Linked DNA regions of Mus musculus: regions 2 and 3 are each linked to region 1. Evidence: chromatin contacts called from public promoter capture Hi-C data. All regions are on one chromosome and are shown on one strand. Each heading gives the region's core, a stretch centred on a gene start, on an enhancer-like site or on the middle of the called end of the contact. The rest is flanking DNA. Distances are from core to core; before and after follow the strand shown. Region 1 holds the start of Mapk8ip3 (mitogen-activated protein kinase 8 interacting protein 3). Region 2 holds the start of Ilrun (inflammation and lipid regulator with UBA-like and NBR1-like domains). Region 3 holds the start of Snrpc (U1 small nuclear ribonucleoprotein C).

What was found. Promoter capture Hi-C pulls out the DNA fragments that hold promoters and counts their contacts.
Region 2: a contact with region 1 is called in a promoter capture Hi-C map of pre-B cells, with 2.8 times the contacts expected there. The contact joins the promoter of Ilrun here to the promoter of Mapk8ip3 in region 1.
Region 3: a contact with region 1 is called in a promoter capture Hi-C map of pre-B cells, with 4 times the contacts expected there. The contact joins the promoter of Snrpc here to the promoter of Mapk8ip3 in region 1. A contact is called at or near these places in 2 of 39 promoter capture datasets (liver and pre-B cells).

The regions. Positions count from the first base shown.
Region 1 is chr17:24,935,700-24,938,399 of GRCm38.p6, forward strand. It overlaps Mapk8ip3 (mitogen-activated protein kinase 8 interacting protein 3), which reads right to left and starts at 1,278. Exons shown (of 33, transcript NM_001163449.1): 1 at 838-1,278. The coding sequence starts at 1,155.
Region 2 is chr17:27,819,098-27,821,797 of GRCm38.p6, forward strand. It overlaps Ilrun (inflammation and lipid regulator with UBA-like and NBR1-like domains), which reads right to left and starts at 1,445. Exons shown (of 5, transcript NM_001033279.3): 1 at 1,080-1,445. The coding sequence starts at 1,237.
Region 3 is chr17:27,838,647-27,841,346 of GRCm38.p6, forward strand. Snrpc (U1 small nuclear ribonucleoprotein C) reads left to right here and starts at 1,441. Exons shown (of 6, transcript NM_011432.2): 1 at 1,441-1,523; 2 at 1,818-1,860. The coding sequence starts at 1,516.

The DNA.
Region 1 (2,700 bases), core at 28-2,527:
ACTCCAGGGCAGGTCTAGAAGGACCAAACACTGCAGACTTCTAGGGTACTGCCCCACTAGGCAGCAATATGAACCCAGAAGGTAAGGCTTAAGCTGTTGCCAAGGTCTACCCTGTTACTTGGCCTGTCCTTTTGTCTGTGGTCAGTGTGTGACCTTGATCTAGCCCAGACAGTTTCTGGAGCCAGTTCCCTGTTTCTGAGGTCACCCAAGCCCTCCTCACATCCTTTGAGGCTTTTGAATCCCCCCATATGTAGAGAACTTGATTAAGCCAGTTATGTGGTGCCCATGCATTCACAGCAAAATCTTGACAATCAAAAGGCAAACCATGGAAAGTATGAATGATTCAAGATAAGCAAAGCTTTTATCCTAGCTGTGATGCAGGGCCACTAACTTAATAAGAAGCCAAAATATCAAGATCGACTCTTAATTTCAATAGTAGTCTCTAAGACTGTGTCAAGTCAACTTCACTTAAATGGAATTTAACCTCATATAAGAAGGCACTTCCCATCATAAACCGAAGAGCATTTATTTCTAGAATTGTAGAATTCTGGGCTTTGTGATTCTAGGGCAACTTGCTCCAAAGACGGGAAGGAATAAAACCCAGAGCCAGCAGGCGGCAGCCAAGGTCAGAGGACAGCAGGAATGGGGGCCCATGTCTCCCGGACTCTGCACAGGCTGTGCTCTAGGTCCCAATTGGATGGAGAAAGTGGCACTCCCAGCAGCATCGGCATCAGCATCAGCATCAGCAGCATACTGCCGGCTGAGCCGAGCTGGCTGCTCCACGCTACCCACACCGTCCCTCACCGTCCCTCTCCGCGGCGGCCGGGGCCCACGCACCTCCTCGGCCTGTTTGCGCAGCGCCTTCTCGCGCTCGTATTGCGTGAGCAGCTGCTCGTTGTCCTCGCGTAGGAGCTCCAGCTCCACCTCGTGCTCCTGGTTCTCGCTCAGCACCGAGTCAAGGTTCTCCAGCACGTTCACCACCAGCGGCATGAGCTCCTTGACCACCTCCTCGTCATAGCAGTGAATGAGGCGCTCGAACTCGCGGTAGATGGAGCCCGCCAGGCCCGACACACGCTCCGACATGACCGAGCCCGAGCAGTAGTCGTCTTGGTACACCACCACTCCTCCTCCCTCGTCCATCTGGATCTCCATCATCGCGGCTACCGCCGCCGCCGCCAGCGCGGCTCGTTCCGGGGCCCGAATCCACGGGCCGCTGTCACCTCAGGCAGCCGCTACCTTAGGACGTGCCGCCGCCCAGGCCGCGCCCGTCACTCCCTTGCCGGAAGTCCCGCCTGGCTGCGGGGGTGGAGCCCCATCCAGTTCCGCCCCGAGCGCCTTGACGCTAAAGGAACGTTTCCGGCTGCGTTGCTGGTGGCTCTTGAGGACGTAGCTCAGTCTGATTGGAGTGACCTGGATGCTTCTCTATCTCTGTCCTGTTTGTCTTCAGACCTTTGTCATACATACTCTGGCCACCCTCAACGTTCACGCGACATGTGTCGCTTGCCCTGTTTCTGGTTGTTTCCCGCTCTGCTGGTTGCTTAGTTCCATGCAGTGCTTCATTTTGCACAGGACACCAGGTTCTAAAATCCTTATGTGTGGCGGTACTTTTGAGACAGAAATATAAAGCGAGTCGATCTATATGTGTTCATTTGCTGGGGACACCATGAACCTGACTTTGAACTACTTGCTTTTTTTTCCTCTTTCTTTTTTTTTTTTTTTAAATTTATTTAATGTATTCACCGTTGCTCTCTTCAGACACACCAGAAGAGGGCATCAGAACCCATTGTAGATGGTTGTGACCCAACATGTGGTTGCTGGGAATTGAACCTAGGTCTTCTGGAACAACCAGTGCTCTTAACCACTGAGCCATCTTTCCTGCCCTTGAACTACTTTCTTGCTTACGTGGTTTTCCCGGTCCCCAAAGCCTTCCAAGGCAGCTCAGATTCACATCCTCTTAAAAAAAAAAGTTACTTGTTATTTTATGTGTATGTGTTTGGTTGTATGTAGACTTGTGCATCACACACATTCCTGGTGTCTGTGAAGGCCAGAAGAGGGCATCTGAATTGGAGTTAAGAAGGTCAGTTGTGAGCAGCCATATGGATGGCCAGAACTGAACAGAGGTCCTCCCCTCTAAGAGCAAGTACTCTCAACTGCAAGCCACCAGATCTTACTCTTAACCAACACAGTCCTTCTTGTAGCTGAAGTCCAGAGCACTTAAAACATTCCTCACAATTTCATATGCAAAGTCTTACTGTGTAGCACTGGCTGACCTGGAACTTGGTATGCCTGGCTTCTGCCATTCAGTATACACCATTACCTGGGGCTATACTTCCCTCATCTTTCCAAACACATAGATAAATACCTACTCTAAGAGATTGTTTTGTAACATGCCTCAGACCTTAGCACAACTCACTCCATGATGGAAGTCCAATTCAGGCTGTAAAACTCGGCATGTAGATAGCACCACCTGCCAAAAGAATGAAAACAGACCCAATCCCTCAGTGTGGATAGTTCTGAGAAAGTCTCTAAATTCCTAACTTTGCTTTTTGGCTTCTGTAGTTCTGCCTCTGACTAACTGTTCTTGTTAACTGAAGCATGCCAACCCAGAACATGGCTTTGCCCTTAAAAGCTCATCCTGAGAAAGGCTCAAGGCCTTTCTTGTTTGAGATCCTAAACACCCAGTGTACTCACCAGCCAGCT
Region 2 (2,700 bases), core at 195-2,694, 2.9 Mb after region 1:
CTTACAACCTCTTTTCAGACATTGCTCGAGGCACTGGGTGGACATGGAAATAATGGGAGTTTGTTCAAGGGATGCCAAGAGAAACAAGATTCCACACGTCAGGGCACTGAACGCTCAACACGGGGCAAAGGGCATGCACCCCCTTGCTTTTTGCTCAAATCCCGATTAGTTGCTTCACCTGAGAGCCTTTCAAAGGCCGTCTAATGGTCTCCAGTCTAATGGTTAAATTCCCGAGTGAACTTAACAATCCCTACTTGGAGACCAAGAGAAAGTATTCTTGCTTATCAAAAACAGCAAGTGCTGCTCTAAGAACCAAGACACACGTCGGTGCCTGGAGACAGCTCCACTTCAGCCTGTACAACCCAACTACAAGCCAGAACCCCTGGCCCCCAACCTATACATTTCTCAGTTTTCTGTCAACTAAGCCCATCCAATCAGTAAGCTCGTCAAAGTTCCCAAGGCCAAGCCTCTGCCCAGCACGCCAGTGTCTTCACAAAGTTCCTGCCTCCAAGATCAGCTTCCCTCCACTTTCTGAAGACTTTTCCCAGTCCTCGTCGCAGGCCTGGCGCTCCGGCGCCTCCATTAGATGTCACTTCTCCCTGGCACAACTCTTCCTTTCTCACCATACTCAGTTGATTATAATTTGTGTTCCCTCCGCCGCAAAAGTCGTTTTCGCCCTTATCTCCTCAAAGAGACACAAGATCTATTCTCAGCTCCGAGACCTCTCCCGCGCCCAGAGTTCGACCTCAGCACCTAACACACTCCCTCGAGTTTCCACACCGTTCTGTCATCCTCAGCTCCTACACTTCGCACCTATTTAAAAGGAAAACACTTCGCAACTCTCGTTTCCTGTGCTTTCTACTCCCAGAACACACGCTTTTCGCCCCAGATCGACTCCCCTGGCTTCCACCTCACCACTTCTCCCCTCTTCCCATGTTCTTCGGGCTCTGACTCCCTGCCACCTCCCGGCCTGGGCCCTGCCCTGCCCGGGAGTACTCCACGAGCGGGCTCCGGTGTTTTTGCCCTCGGGGCCGCGAGGCCGCTGCCAGCAGGATTGGCTCCGCGTGGGGCGGACTCACCAGTTGGTCATGTCCAGGAAGAAGGCGCAGCCGGCCGGGTTGAGCTGGAAGCCGAGTAGCCGCTGGAACTCGGAGATGAGCACGTCCTTGTCTGTGGTGCCCAGGCAGCTGAACTTCTGCATGAGCTCCGGATCCAAGTCCACGTCCATGCCCTCCATGGCGGGGGGCCCGGACGCACAGCTTCCACCGCCCCGACCTGCTTCTCCACGGGCGGCCGCCGCGCCCGGGCCCGAGCCCACGAAGGGCGGCCCGCTGCTGGCCGGCGCCGCGCGCACTGCTCCGAGACAGGCCCCAGGCCTCTCACCGCCTCATGGGCTGCGCGCGCCGCGCCGAGCCGCGCCGCACCGCACCGCTCGCTCCTCTCTCGCTGGCTCTGGGGCTCGCGCTCCCCCCCCTCCCACCCCCCCCAGCGCCCGCCTCCGCCGCCGCCGCTGCTGCCGCCGCGGTTCGCAGCACCGCCGCCTCCGCCTCCTCCCGGGCCGCGCCCAACGCGCACGCGCGGGGCCGCTCGGACCCCGCCCCTTCCTCTCCCGAAAGCCCGCCTTCAGTGACGTCATAACTCGGTGACGTCTCTCGCGTGACCTCACCGCGACAGAGCGGAGGGGGCAGGAAACGGGAAGCCGGAAAGAGCGGATACTGGGCGGGTCTCTGTCCTCGCCTGAGTCCCCACACTGCGTGGGAGGAGTCACGAGTCTGAGAGGTGCTTCGGAGACGAGCGACCCCACCCATGCTCAGGCTGGGAACCCGAAGTCGCCACAGGAACAGAGGCTGGGACTGGGGCAAAGGGCAAAGGGCAGCACAGAGCGGACTCTTGCTGCTCCGCTCTCAGGGGACTTAGTATTCAAACAGACATTTTCCCAAGGTCGCGGCGGTGCACGCTTAGTCTCTGGATTCTGACCTGAGTTTCTCATGACTGCCTATGTTACTATGCAACCTTAGCATTACGTTTCCAGAAAATAAAGGCAGCCTAATGCAAGCACCAGTTACAGGTCAGAGGAACCGATCCTCTGCAAAGAAAGGTCAATACCCTAGAATTTAGCAAATCTTGTTCTGTCTCTAAAATCCACGACCAAAAAAATGACTGTAGACAGTATCCAGTGTATCTACTAATGTGAGGCTCCATTTGAAGCTGAAGGATTAAGAAGCTCAGCTGTGGAGAGACTCATCTGCCCGTTCTGTCACCAAGTATTTTCTCAGTGTCACCTGTTAGATATGACTAGGTACAGGGATGGGGGTGGGTAAGAAACTGGGCAACTGGGGACTTGGCTTAAGCTGTTTCCCCGAAGGTATGAAGACCTGGGTTCCTGAGAGCAGAGATACTTCGCTCTTGCATATAAGGCCTGGCTGACAGCCAAGGGTGGCGGCACTGGGGAGGCAGGCAAATTTCTGTGTGTTTGATGCCAGCCAGAGATACTCTAGACCCTGCCTTTAAAAAATAAACCACCCCAGCACTCAAGAGGCAGAGGCGGGCTTTCTTCCTGGAGTTGCCTTTGATCTCATCCTCCTACCCCTACTTGCTGGGATAACTACTGTCACAACTACTTCTGAAAAGAGACTCAACTGAAGTCAGTGGGCCTGGGAGGAGGCTCAAAATCGCCTGGTGATTGTTATCATATCCAAA
Region 3 (2,700 bases), core at 191-2,690, 2.9 Mb after region 1:
TCTCCCTGCCCCCCCAAGTGTGTGTGTGTGTGTGTGTGTGTGTGTGAGAGAGAGAGAGAGAGAGAGAGACAGCAGTATGACTCCTCCCTCCTCTCTCATTCTTTGGAGTTCAAGTTAAAAGGCAATCCACTTTGTTTGAGAGAACAGACTCTAAGTTTGACCTGTTAGTTGGCAATGTACTGCTAACAACGTCTATAGAATCACTACCATTTATGGTGGCCTAAGTGCATAGACCTTTCGCTAAATGCCCTATGAGCTTTACATTTAAATTTTTTTTATATTTTGTTTTATTTTAGACAAGGTTTCCCTGTGTAGCCCTGGCTGTCCTGGAACTCACTCTGTAGACCAGGCTGGCCTTGAACTCAGAAATCTGCCTGCCTCTGCCTCCCAAGTGCTGGGATTAAAGGCGTGCGCCACCACTGCCCGGCTTAAATTCATTTTTGTATTATTGTATGTATATGGGTGTTTAGTTTGTAAGTGCACCATGTATGTGCCTAGTGCTGGGAGTGGATTAAAAAAGATCCATCAGACACCCTGAGACTTGAGCTGCAGACAGGTGGGAGTCACCACGGGGGAGTGTTGGTGATCGAACTTAGATTGTTCCAAGAGCAACAAATGCTTAATCGCTACACCAATTCTCCAGCTACTTTCCAGCATTTTTACATTTGATTCTTCCTTAAACTGCACAAGTTATTACCTTTACTTTTCAGATAAGGAAACTGAAGCTCAGAGAGAGTAAATTGCACAGCTAGGAAGGAAGCAGGGAGACAGGGTTTAAAACTTGAGACCCGCCCCACTCACCCAGGAGTGTGTCCCTACAATTCACGTCTGTCTTAATTGCTCAAATACAATGATCAATTTCTCAGTGATCGTCTTCTACATTTTCTTTGTCTTCCTTGATGTTCAGCTGCGCTCTTCCCCGCTTCATTTCCCCAGCATAGGACTTTGATCCCTCAGCCACTGATCGATTTCAGCTTACTGCTAATCAGGTCTTGGAGAATGAGAACTTTTACCTGATTTGGTTCTGCCTTTTTCACTTCTCATTTACAGAAGAGCTGGGTACATACTAGAGCAGTGGTCGTGACACCTTTTGCGGGTCGAACAACCCGTTCACAGGTTTCTCCTAAGACCATCAGAAAACACCGATAATTTGCATTACTAGTCATACGAGTGGCAAAATTACAGTTATGAAATAGCGACAAGAATAATTTCTGGTTGGGGGGGTCACCACAATTTGAGAAGCTGGATTAATGATTCGCAGCGTAGGAACTGCTGACTCAGGGTTTTGGAACCTTTTGTTGATAGTACTAAATTACGCACTTCCTAGACGGAGTAACTAATCCTGAATAAGTGAGCGCGGATTGAACCTCAGAGGCACCCACAGCATCCGTAGGGCAGAGGCCGGAAGCGGAAGTCCTACCCCTCCTGTCTGCATCCTTTGCTCGCGTCGGCGCAGCCTGTGTGCGTCAGTTCCTGGCGGCGGGGATCGGGGTAGCCAACGGCTTGTGGAGCATCATGCCCAAGTGAGTGTGGCCCTGGGAGCAAGCGGACTTGCGGTGGTCAGTTGGGTCCTGGTGAAGGTGCAGGGCGGCGGCCTCGGGTTCTGGACGTTCCGAGGGGAAGGCGAGCCCCTCCGAGGGATGGCGGGTGGAGACCCAGGCTCTCCGGCCATCCTGGCAGAGTGGGCGCGGACCCTCGCTCAGAAGCCTCGCATTCTGTCAGGACGCTTTGTTTGACTTACAATCCGAGGAAGTTGGGTTTTGGGTCTGTTTGTTTGGACAGCTGTTAATTGCTGACGTTTTCTTTTGTCATTTCAGGTTTTATTGTGACTACTGTGATACGTATCTTACCCACGATTCTGTAAGTGGCGGGTCTTTTTTATAATCCTAAAACGCCTTGTATGCAAAATTCTTTTTCTTTAGGTCCAGGTGTGTGCATTACAGTCTCCTGGAAATTTTATGACAACCTTTCTTAGAAAGTAATTAGGAAGCGGGTGTTTTTTCCCACCCTTTTTGTGAGGTCTTTGCAATTTGAAGGTATTTGCAGAATGATAAAACTTTAAGCAAGCTTGAAGATGGAAAGCATTTGCGTATACAGAAACTGCATGTACCTGTAATGTCAATACTTGAGAGGCTGAGCCAGGAAGATGGCAAATTCCAGGTCAGTTAAGGATACATATTGAGACCTTGTCAAAATAACTCGCCCCACCCTCCAAAAAAAGCCCAACAAAACAAAAAACAAACAAACCAGGAGTGTGTTCCTACAAACTTGCAGATTTGATTATGTCACATTATTCAAATGCCTGGTTAAAATGGAAAGAAATGTCTTAGTGTACAGCTCCATTCTCAGCTCCTGTGAGAACCTCATTAACTATTGATCATCAGGAGGAATAACTGAGATATGTGATTAGTGTTGCCCCGTGTGTAGCAGCCACAAGGCCCAGCAACAAAGTTAGGGCCTGGCGCCTGTCTTCCTAGTACACTGAGATGGAGCATTGCTGTGAGTTTAAGGCTATGGTGGGAGACCCTACCTCAAAAAAAAGCAAATCAAAACAACCTTTAGCAACAACAAAATTTGGTTTTTATGGTTTTAATAGTTTTAAATAATCTATTTATCTGCCCCCCCCCCCCCCAATCTCCTGAGGAAACAAGACAGATCTTCTGGAATAATTTGTAAACCAGGCTGACTTCGAACTCACAG